Regions from separate parts of the Mus musculus genome. Here regions 1 and 2 are each linked to region 3. A link is a contact called in public promoter capture Hi-C data. All regions are on one chromosome and are shown on one strand. The core of a region is the stretch at or near the end of the contact, and the rest is flanking DNA. Distances in the headings are between cores, read along the strand shown. Region 1 holds the start of Akip1 (A kinase (PRKA) interacting protein 1). Region 2 holds the start of Nars2 (asparaginyl-tRNA synthetase 2 (mitochondrial)(putative)). Region 3 holds the start of Rrm1 (ribonucleotide reductase M1).

What was found. Promoter capture Hi-C pulls out the DNA fragments that hold promoters and counts their contacts.
Region 1: a contact with region 3 is called in a promoter capture Hi-C map of pre-B cells, with 6 times the contacts expected there. The contact joins the promoter of Akip1 here to the promoter of Rrm1 in region 3. A contact is called at or near these places in 4 of 39 promoter capture datasets (cranial neural crest, liver, maxillary cranial neural crest and 1 more).
Region 2: a contact with region 3 is called in a promoter capture Hi-C map of liver, with 3 times the contacts expected there. The contact joins the promoter of Nars2 here to the promoter of Rrm1 in region 3. A contact is called at or near these places in 3 of 39 promoter capture datasets (hippocampal neurons and liver).

Annotation. Positions count from the first base shown.
Region 1 is chr7:109,702,409-109,705,108 of GRCm38.p6, forward strand. It overlaps Akip1 (A kinase (PRKA) interacting protein 1), which reads left to right and starts at 1,270. Exons shown (of 6, transcript NM_020616.2): 1 at 1,270-1,368; 2 at 1,538-1,762; 3 at 2,543-2,623. The coding sequence starts at 1,544. It also overlaps a transcript of Denn2b not described here.
Region 2 is chr7:96,950,127-96,952,826 of GRCm38.p6, forward strand. It overlaps Nars2 (asparaginyl-tRNA synthetase 2 (mitochondrial)(putative)), which reads left to right and starts at 1,401. Exons shown (of 14, transcript NM_153591.4): 1 at 1,401-1,818. The coding sequence starts at 1,678.
Region 3 is chr7:102,440,232-102,443,026 of GRCm38.p6, forward strand. Rrm1 (ribonucleotide reductase M1) reads left to right here and starts at 1,464. Exons shown (of 19, transcript NM_009103.3): 1 at 1,464-1,812; 2 at 2,756-2,795. The coding sequence starts at 1,794.

The DNA of each region.
Region 1 (2,700 bases), core at 20-2,519, 7.3 Mb after region 3:
GATTTTATTTGTATGAATCGCCAGAAAAAGGCAAATTTATGGGGATGTCAATCAGAATAGAGGCTACCTAGATCCTGAAGTTGAAGTGAGAATCATTCATCAATAAGAACTAGACTACTTTTTACTCATTTTTTATGTGTGTGAATGTAGTACATGTGTGCCAAAGAAAGTGTATGGAGGTCTGAGGACAACTTTTGGGAGTCCGTTCTCACCTTCTGCCATGTGTAAGGCAGGGTCTTGCTTGTTGCTACTGCTAGACTATATAATTCAAGGTGTCTAGTCCAGGAGTTCTAGCCAATTTCCTGTCCTCACCTCTTATGTCACTGTTGCAGGGTAGGGCTGACAGATGCACACTACAGATCCTGGCTTCTGGCATGGATTTCAAGGAATCTCAGGTAGCTAGGTTTGTGGGCAAATGTTTCTCTATTCACACTACTTAAGGACTGAGAATTCCTTTGTGTCCTGTGAGGGACCCACCCCGCACTGAGCAATGTTCCTTAAAGTGGAACTTTCTCCCCATTCACGCCCTGCTGCTCACCAGGGGGTGTCACTCCCGCTGAGACCCAGGGCTTTCACCATAGCCCCATGGTGTTCTGAAAGGTATCTGATCCATTTCTTACTTTAAAAAGTGATACGATTGATGCTTGAATGGTAGGTCCAGATCCCAGGACCAAAGAGACTGAAAGCCAGCCTGGTCTACATAGTGAGGGTTTGCACAGTGAGACTGTCAAAAACAAACAAACAAATAAACCTCCAACAAAATTGTGTGAATCTGTTCTTCCAAGGGAGGAATGAGGAAGCTGCAGGAAGGGAATGACGGGATTCCCCACTCACCACTCCACTACATCCTCTACCAACCTGCCAAGAAATACCTGCCATCCCCTGGAGTCTTACCAGTCCCCTCACCCACAGTTCCAAGACCTCCGTCTGGCCTCCATCCCCAGCCTTGAGAGTTCTTCTGACAGAATGCCCTTTCCCCAGCACTACCTCCTCAGTCGCGTTGGTCCGCTAGCCTCATCACCTCCTCACACAAAAGTGGTTCTGGAGTGGCGAGACCCCTGAATACGGTCCGCATGCACCTACTCTCACAAATGTTTTTAGCGCAACGAGTCACGGGATCCACACTGACCTGTCGCGGCAAGAAAGTCCTCGAACGACAACAAGCGCCCGCTTCGCGTCTGAAGCTGATTAAGGCTGGGCCCACGTGCCCCTCGACCCGGCCCCGCCCACACCGGCTCCGCCCATCGCCAGGCCCCGCCCACGGCGCGCAGCAGTTAGCTTGGCAACTGGCGCGAAAGAAGGGCCGCGGGAACACGGAAGGCGTGTCCGTGTGAGCGCTATGCGCGTGCGCCCGGAGAAGCAGGCCGGGTGAGGGGCTGTACCCAGGGTCTGAGAGGCGGAAGTGCAAGGGGCAGGGGTCCTGCCTGCTAGTTCCTCCCCACTTGGATTGCGCGATGCAGGCGAAGGGGGAGTTGGGGTCGCGGGGAAGTTGCCGCCCGGATCCGGGCCTAGTTGACTTGTCTGTGTATGTGTCCAGGGAGACATGGAATACTGTCTGGCGGCCGCGGCGCTGAACGGAGTGGACCGGCGCTCGCTCCAGCGCTCTGCTCGGCTGGGGAGGGAAGTATTGGAGCGCGCCAAGAGGAGGGCAGTGGACTGGCATTCTCCAGAGCGATCCAGAGGCAACGTGGGGGTCCTTTACCGCCAGGGCCCCTACCAGGAAAGATGGTCGGTCCCTGGTTCCCAGCGCCTCCTAGGAGAGGTGAGGCCGGGAGCTGGGGGACTGTCTAGTCATTCTCCGCCGCCACTGGGCGGGAGGAAGCCTCCCATGTCCAGAAGATGTAACGCATTGGAGCAAAAGTGGAAACGTTGTTTGGAAACTGCTTTTGACACGGTCTCGTATAGCCCAGGCTGGCCTTGAACTCTTGCCTACGATTTAGGTACTAGTATTAAAGAGGTTGTGTACAAGCACGGTGTGACCCAATTCTTTTTGAATAACAAAAGAATAGTAGTATTCTGCTTACTTATAACATAAAATTTCTTACCGGGTGTGGTGGTGCACACCATTAATCTCAGCATCCAGGAGGCAGAAGCAGACAGATCTCTTGAGTTCGAGATTAGCCTGTTCTACATAGCAAGTTTCAAGCCATCGTGTGTTACCTAGTGAAACCCTGTCTAAAGTAAATAAATACAATTCTTAGTGTGGTGCCAGAACTTGGGAGGTCGGGGCTAAGGATCAAGTACAAAGTCTTCCTAGTGTACATGTGATCTTGTCTCAAAAAATCATAAACAACAATAACAGTTCTTTCCCATTACTCAATAGTGAGTAAAGCCAGCCAACCAGTTATTTTAGTTCCTGGATAAATTGCACATCTAGTTTACAGAGTTGGATTTTTTTTTTTTTTTCTCAGCAAGATCCTTCTTACCAGTTTCAGCTTGCAGAAGCTTTCCTAAAAGTGAAAAAGGGCTATTTCTCAAATGATGTCCTTCTCCAGTAGGGGATTTGTAGGTCTCACCTATGACTTGCCATTTATTACAACAGAGAGAAGAAAGGTGCCCAACCCTTAGCTCTTCCTTCGGAGCAATGGCTGAATTCATGGACTATACTTCAAGTCAGTGTGGGGTAAGTTGGTGTGATCTGGACTTGGGAAGAATCAGTCATCTCTCCCAGGACCTATAGTCCTTCATGGGAGCAGATTA
Region 2 (2,700 bases), core at 151-2,650, 5.5 Mb before region 3:
TGCTATCGGGAAGGCGATGAATCTAAAGGCAGACGTGTGGATCCAAACACTGAAAGCAAATCAGAAGATAGAATTTAACACAGTAAAGGATAAACGGGAGCAGTTGGGTCTGAGCACAAAGCTTGCAGGCAGTGATCAGCTTTCACTACACACTTTAGATTACCCACTGCTAATTTCCCATTTTACCCACTGGGGTCCCTTTCCCTTGAGTTACTGAACAATGGTTCTCTGCTTAGTTTCCTAATTAACCCTTTGCCTTAAGTAGAGGAAGATAGTCTCCCTGAGACTTAGCAGAGCAAAGAGGAGGAAGAAAGATGAGACAGAAGAATTAACCTGAAGAGAAATTGAGCTTGCTGGTTGCTGGTTTCACTTTTTTTTTTGGGGGGGGTATCGAATATACTTTTATACTTTAAGATATAAGCTATCTCTACATATTTGGAAGGCTACAAGTTTTTGATTTTTCCTTTCTCAAGGTTCCAGAAGTGCCCCAAAGTATTTTTATTGGAGATATTTTCAAGTCTGTCCAGAGAAGAGTTTTACAATTCTTTCAGGCCATTTTCCTTCCCAGCAGATTTTCCTGTCCTCCTCTTACAGGAAAATTTCTGACATTCTCATCTGGAAAAATTCTAACCTTCCTCAAACTCAGCCTAATTATCTCTTTCTCTGGGTCGCCACTCCACTTACCACACACATATCTATGTGTGCTCTTGCTGGGTATAATGTGATGGTTTCTCTCGGTTTCTGTCTCACTGTCTCTTTGTCTGTCTCTGTGTCTCTATCTCTCCCTCTCTGTCTCTGTTCCCCAACCAACATCTTTTCATCATAAGCTCCTTGATGAACAGGACTATGTATGGTGTCTCATCGTGGCAACTTAATTAGTCCTTATTTTGACCTTTTCTTGTTTAACTAGATAAAAGCATTATCATGTGTCTCACTGAGTTACGAAAAAATATTTTTGTGTAAACTTAAAATGTAGCTGAATATATGCAAAGGCCATTTTTTTCTTTTCAAACAAATGCAAGTAAGAGAAAAGATTTGCCCATTCTGGCAGGCAAAGCTCCTTTTTAAGCAACGAATTGTTTGGCTACCACCCAACAGTGACTTCAGCAGGTACTACGTCTGGAGACTGACTTCCCAGAGCTCAGAACTCCTCTCCACCCCTAAGACTCTGCACAGACACTTGCCTTCTGCATCTGTCAATACTGCCCACAAGTATTCCTCAGTCTCCCTAGAGATGACCCAACAGTAGCTATTTCTGAGAAACCTGAGACAGCCCTTGCGCCTTAGCCCCGCCCACCTCAGCTCCTGCACCGCCCCTACCGGTGCGGCGCCTCACGAGCTCCCGGACACAATCACGCATGCTCAGACTCCACCCAGCGTGATGACGGAAGAGCGAGCACGGGGTGACGTAGCTCAGTTGCAACGTGCTTTAAGTCTGGGTCTGCACTCCGGTCCCATGTACGGTGTGACACTGACCGCTGTGTTCCGTGTAGTCGAACCTTCTGTGCTTTCGGGAGCGGGACGCGGAGGTGGGGTCCCGTGGGAACTGCTCGGGGCGCGGAGGGAAGAGCGACAGGAGCGCATGACGGCAGGACTGCGCGGCTGAAAAAGGCTGCTCTCGGGGACTGTGAGCCGGGACGTAGCCCGGCATCCCGTGGAACCCTGTCCGGTCTCGCCATGCTCGGGGCCCGGCGCCTGCTCGGCGCGCTGCGCCTCTGTTCCTCCGTTTCCTGCCCCAGGCCCCGCGCGTCTGCCAAAATGCGCGTGCGGGACGCCCTCAGGGTCCAGGACGCGAGAGGGGAGTGCGTAACGGTGCAGGTGGGTGTGTGGAAAGACTGCTGCCTGAGCTTGCTTGACTTGAGCTGTCTCCAGAGTCTACACTTCTGGGACCGCACTGTTATTTTTGCAAATCGTTCTGACGATCACAAGTGCAGCAGCTGAGTTTTCATGACACCTAGGGGTTTCTTGTAAACACTTTAATCATGCGGAAAAGTTGAAATGAACACTCCCTTATTTATTTATTTATTTATTTAGTTTTATAGTAATAACTTGGGATGCTTTGCCCTAGTTCCTTGAGAACAGAAATTCTGTCTTTCCTTTTTTCCTGTTCACCTGGCTGGCAGGAAATAGTGGTTCCAGGTGTGTCCAGCCTTTTGACATTGCAACATGAGGTCTCCACCTACCAAGTTCATACTTGAGTTACCGCCTCTACCCTCCAGTTAAAAAGTCTCAAAGTTTACGAGTCCGTGTTGGGCTGCATTCATAGCTATCCTCAGTTGCTCACTGCGGCTCATTGTACACAAGTTGGACACAGGAGAATCCATACCTTTTCAATTTCAGTCACTCAGGCTCCTGAGATTTCCATGTATTTAAACTAGGAGAAAGAGCAGAATGTTGTAGTTTGACAAGCTAAGGGCTGCAGTTGCCTTGGCTTAATTCGCTTGCCCTACTATGTAGCTTGTTACTTATAGGCATGTCACGACAGTGCCTCAGGCCCCAGTTTCTCTTATGAAAATGGAGATAATAGTCTATATTTTGGAGAGTTCTGAAAATTAAACGGGTTAATGAAGACAGGCTATTTAGAACAGAGGCCTCTCAGTCAGTGTTAGATGCTGTTATTTGTGACAGCTTTGAATAAATTCCTAAAAGCACAGAAAGAGTAAGACTGGTGCTTGGCTGTTTCCTCTTGAATTACTGAAA
Region 3 (2,795 bases), core at 214-2,713:
GATTTTTGGTTTGCTTTTATTTTTTAGACCTCGGTTCCACATTATAAAAAAAGATGCAATATTTGTCTCTATAAGCTTGGCTTATTATGATGATCTCCAGCTCCATTTCTAGCAAATGATATTATATTCCCCTAACATCTGAATATCAATTGTGTTTCCATATCATATTTTCCCCCTGGATAGCCCTGGTCCTCTAGCTTCATGTAGGATTTCCTATGATGTGTCAGTTGTGGGTGGAGATGGACCCCTTCTGGAGGGTGTAAGAAGCAAATGATAGGTTTTAGCGAAAGAATGCCACATACATTATTTTATGAAGATCAGTTTTATGACCGAAATTAGTTTTTATACTTGTCTTGAATAGGTTTAAAGTACGACTTTAACTATTCTTTCTTTTTTTCACCTAGCCTTTCCCCCCATTTTATTGAAAATGGATTTTTTTTTTCGCCTCACATAACATATCCTGATTATGTTTTCCCTTCTCTCCTTCCAGTTCCTCCCCATCTGGGTCCTGCCCCGTTTTGTCTCTCGTTAGAAAACAAACAGGCTTCCAAGGGAAGAAAAGAAAAAAGAAAAAAAAAAAAAGAAAGAAAACTAGCACATCAGTGTTGAACAGAACCAACAGAAGGACAGAATGCATGAGAAGGAACAAGAATCAGAGATACACTTGTTCGCACACTCAGGCGAACACTATAAAATCCCATAAAAAACACTAGTAAACTGGAAGGCAGGCAGGCCCTGGGCATGCTGCCTTAGTCTCAAGAGTTTATAAGAGCATAGAGGGCCTTGATTCTTCGGTGTCCTCCATCCCCCTAGGTTCTTACACTCTTTCTTCCTCCTTTTCTATGGGGCCCCCTGAGTCATTTGGGGAGGGATTTGATGGAGAAGTCCCTTAGGACTGAGTATTCGCAGATGTCTTGGTCTCTGCATAATGTCTGGCTGTTTTCACGTATTAATGTGGCGACGACTATCTTATTGCTGATCCTATCTCTACTACCATCCACAAAACTGTAAAAGCAAATGGACTGTGGGCCTTCATAAGAGTTTCACAGTACCCCTATTTCTGTAAGGCTGAAATTCAAACACCTTTGGTCTAGCCCCACTCTTTAACTGAGGAGTGTAGACCTACGAGCCCCGGGCTTCCTATCTGCTTCTTATTTGCGGGTTGTAGGCTTTAGTGCAAACCAGAACAAAATCTTGGTGTTTCCATAATGTCCATAATGTAAAATAGCAAAAAAAAAAAAAAAAAAGTCAGAGGGGTAGGGAAGGGGGAAGGGAGGAGGAAGAAGGAAAAAGGAAAAAGGTGTTCTGGATATCTGGTTGGTTACTTTTTTGTTATGAAATAAAAATACTCGGGAGATTTGCTTGCCCACACCCAATATGGCGGCAGGAGAACTCGTTCCCGCCAGGTCCGCTTTCACCCAATGTGGTGGAAAGGAGCGCAGTCTCCCGGGCTTTGCCCACACTCAATATGGCGGCCAAGGGACTCGTGTGCTGTCTGTCTACTGCTCAGTTTCCGCCCATTCAACTCCCGGCGTTGAAACGTCAAGAACGTCATTCGAATTCCGTCCGTCGCGTTGCTCTGCACGTCACGGGTGGCGGGAGCGGGAAGGAGTTCGTAATTCGGTTAGTCTGCTCTGGTGAGGAAAGTGCTGTCTATCGCGCAGCTTCCATCCCTCCGTCCGAGCAGCCTCTCGGAGTCCAACCCTTCACATCTGACAGTCGTCTCTGTCCCTTCTTCGCCTCGGAGCTGCTAACTGGTCTCGAACCTCTCAGCACTTCAGCTTCTAGCGGCGATGCATGTGATCAAGCGAGGTGAGGGGTCCGTGGGGATGGGGAGGAGGAGAGGGGACCCGGCTGCGGAGAGCCCAGCGGTCACTATCGCCGGCCCGCCCGACCCGCCCGACCCGCGGCGCCTCGCCGCTTCCCGCGCTTCCCGCCGCGCTTCCCGCCCTGTCTGTCAGCTGGGCCTGTGTCTGCTCAGTCTGTCCCCATTCTCTTGACCTTTGTGTGTTCCCTTTGACTTTGACTTTGTGCTCCCTTCCAGACTCCCTCCAACCCTGTCTGAGATTGTTCCCGAGCACTGTTATTCCTTGCCGCCATCCTCAGAGGTAGCTGCTTTTGGCTCCATTTTTTTAGAAGAGGTTGCAAAGACACGAAAAAGCACCCCAACACCCCCATTCCACCCCAGCTAGTAGTTGGTGAGGTTAGAATTGAAACCCATAGCTCATAATAGCCCTGTGCCTGTCTTTCCTCATTTCTTAAACAAAATAACAGACAAAAGAACCGCGGAGTCGATGATCTGGTGTAGGAGGAAATAAGGAAAAAAAGAAAAGGCAGGACACCACATTTTTTGAACATCTGTCATTTTTCTGGTCTCTTCTGAGGTGGGAGTGTAGTATCATCTCTCCTGCCTCTGCATTTTTGTGGGGAGGTTTTTTTTTTTTTTTTTTTTTTTACATTGTTTGTTCTTGGGACAGGGTTTCTCTGACTGGCCTGGAACTTACTCTGTGTAGATCAGTCTAGCCTCAAACTCACAGAGGGCTGCCTCCTCTATCATAGGTCGATAGACAAAGACTTTTAACCCAAATAGACAAAGACTTAATCCGAGTAGACATGATTAACCACTGAGCAGTCTCTGCAGACCCCAAAGACAATCTCTTAATTGTTTTAAACAGTTTTAAAAGCTGAATATACTTGATTCTTTGGTATTGCCCGCTTAATAACTGCTAATGCTAACTGTGATTTGATTATTTAGATGGCCGCCAAGAGCGAGTTATGTTTGACAAAATTACATC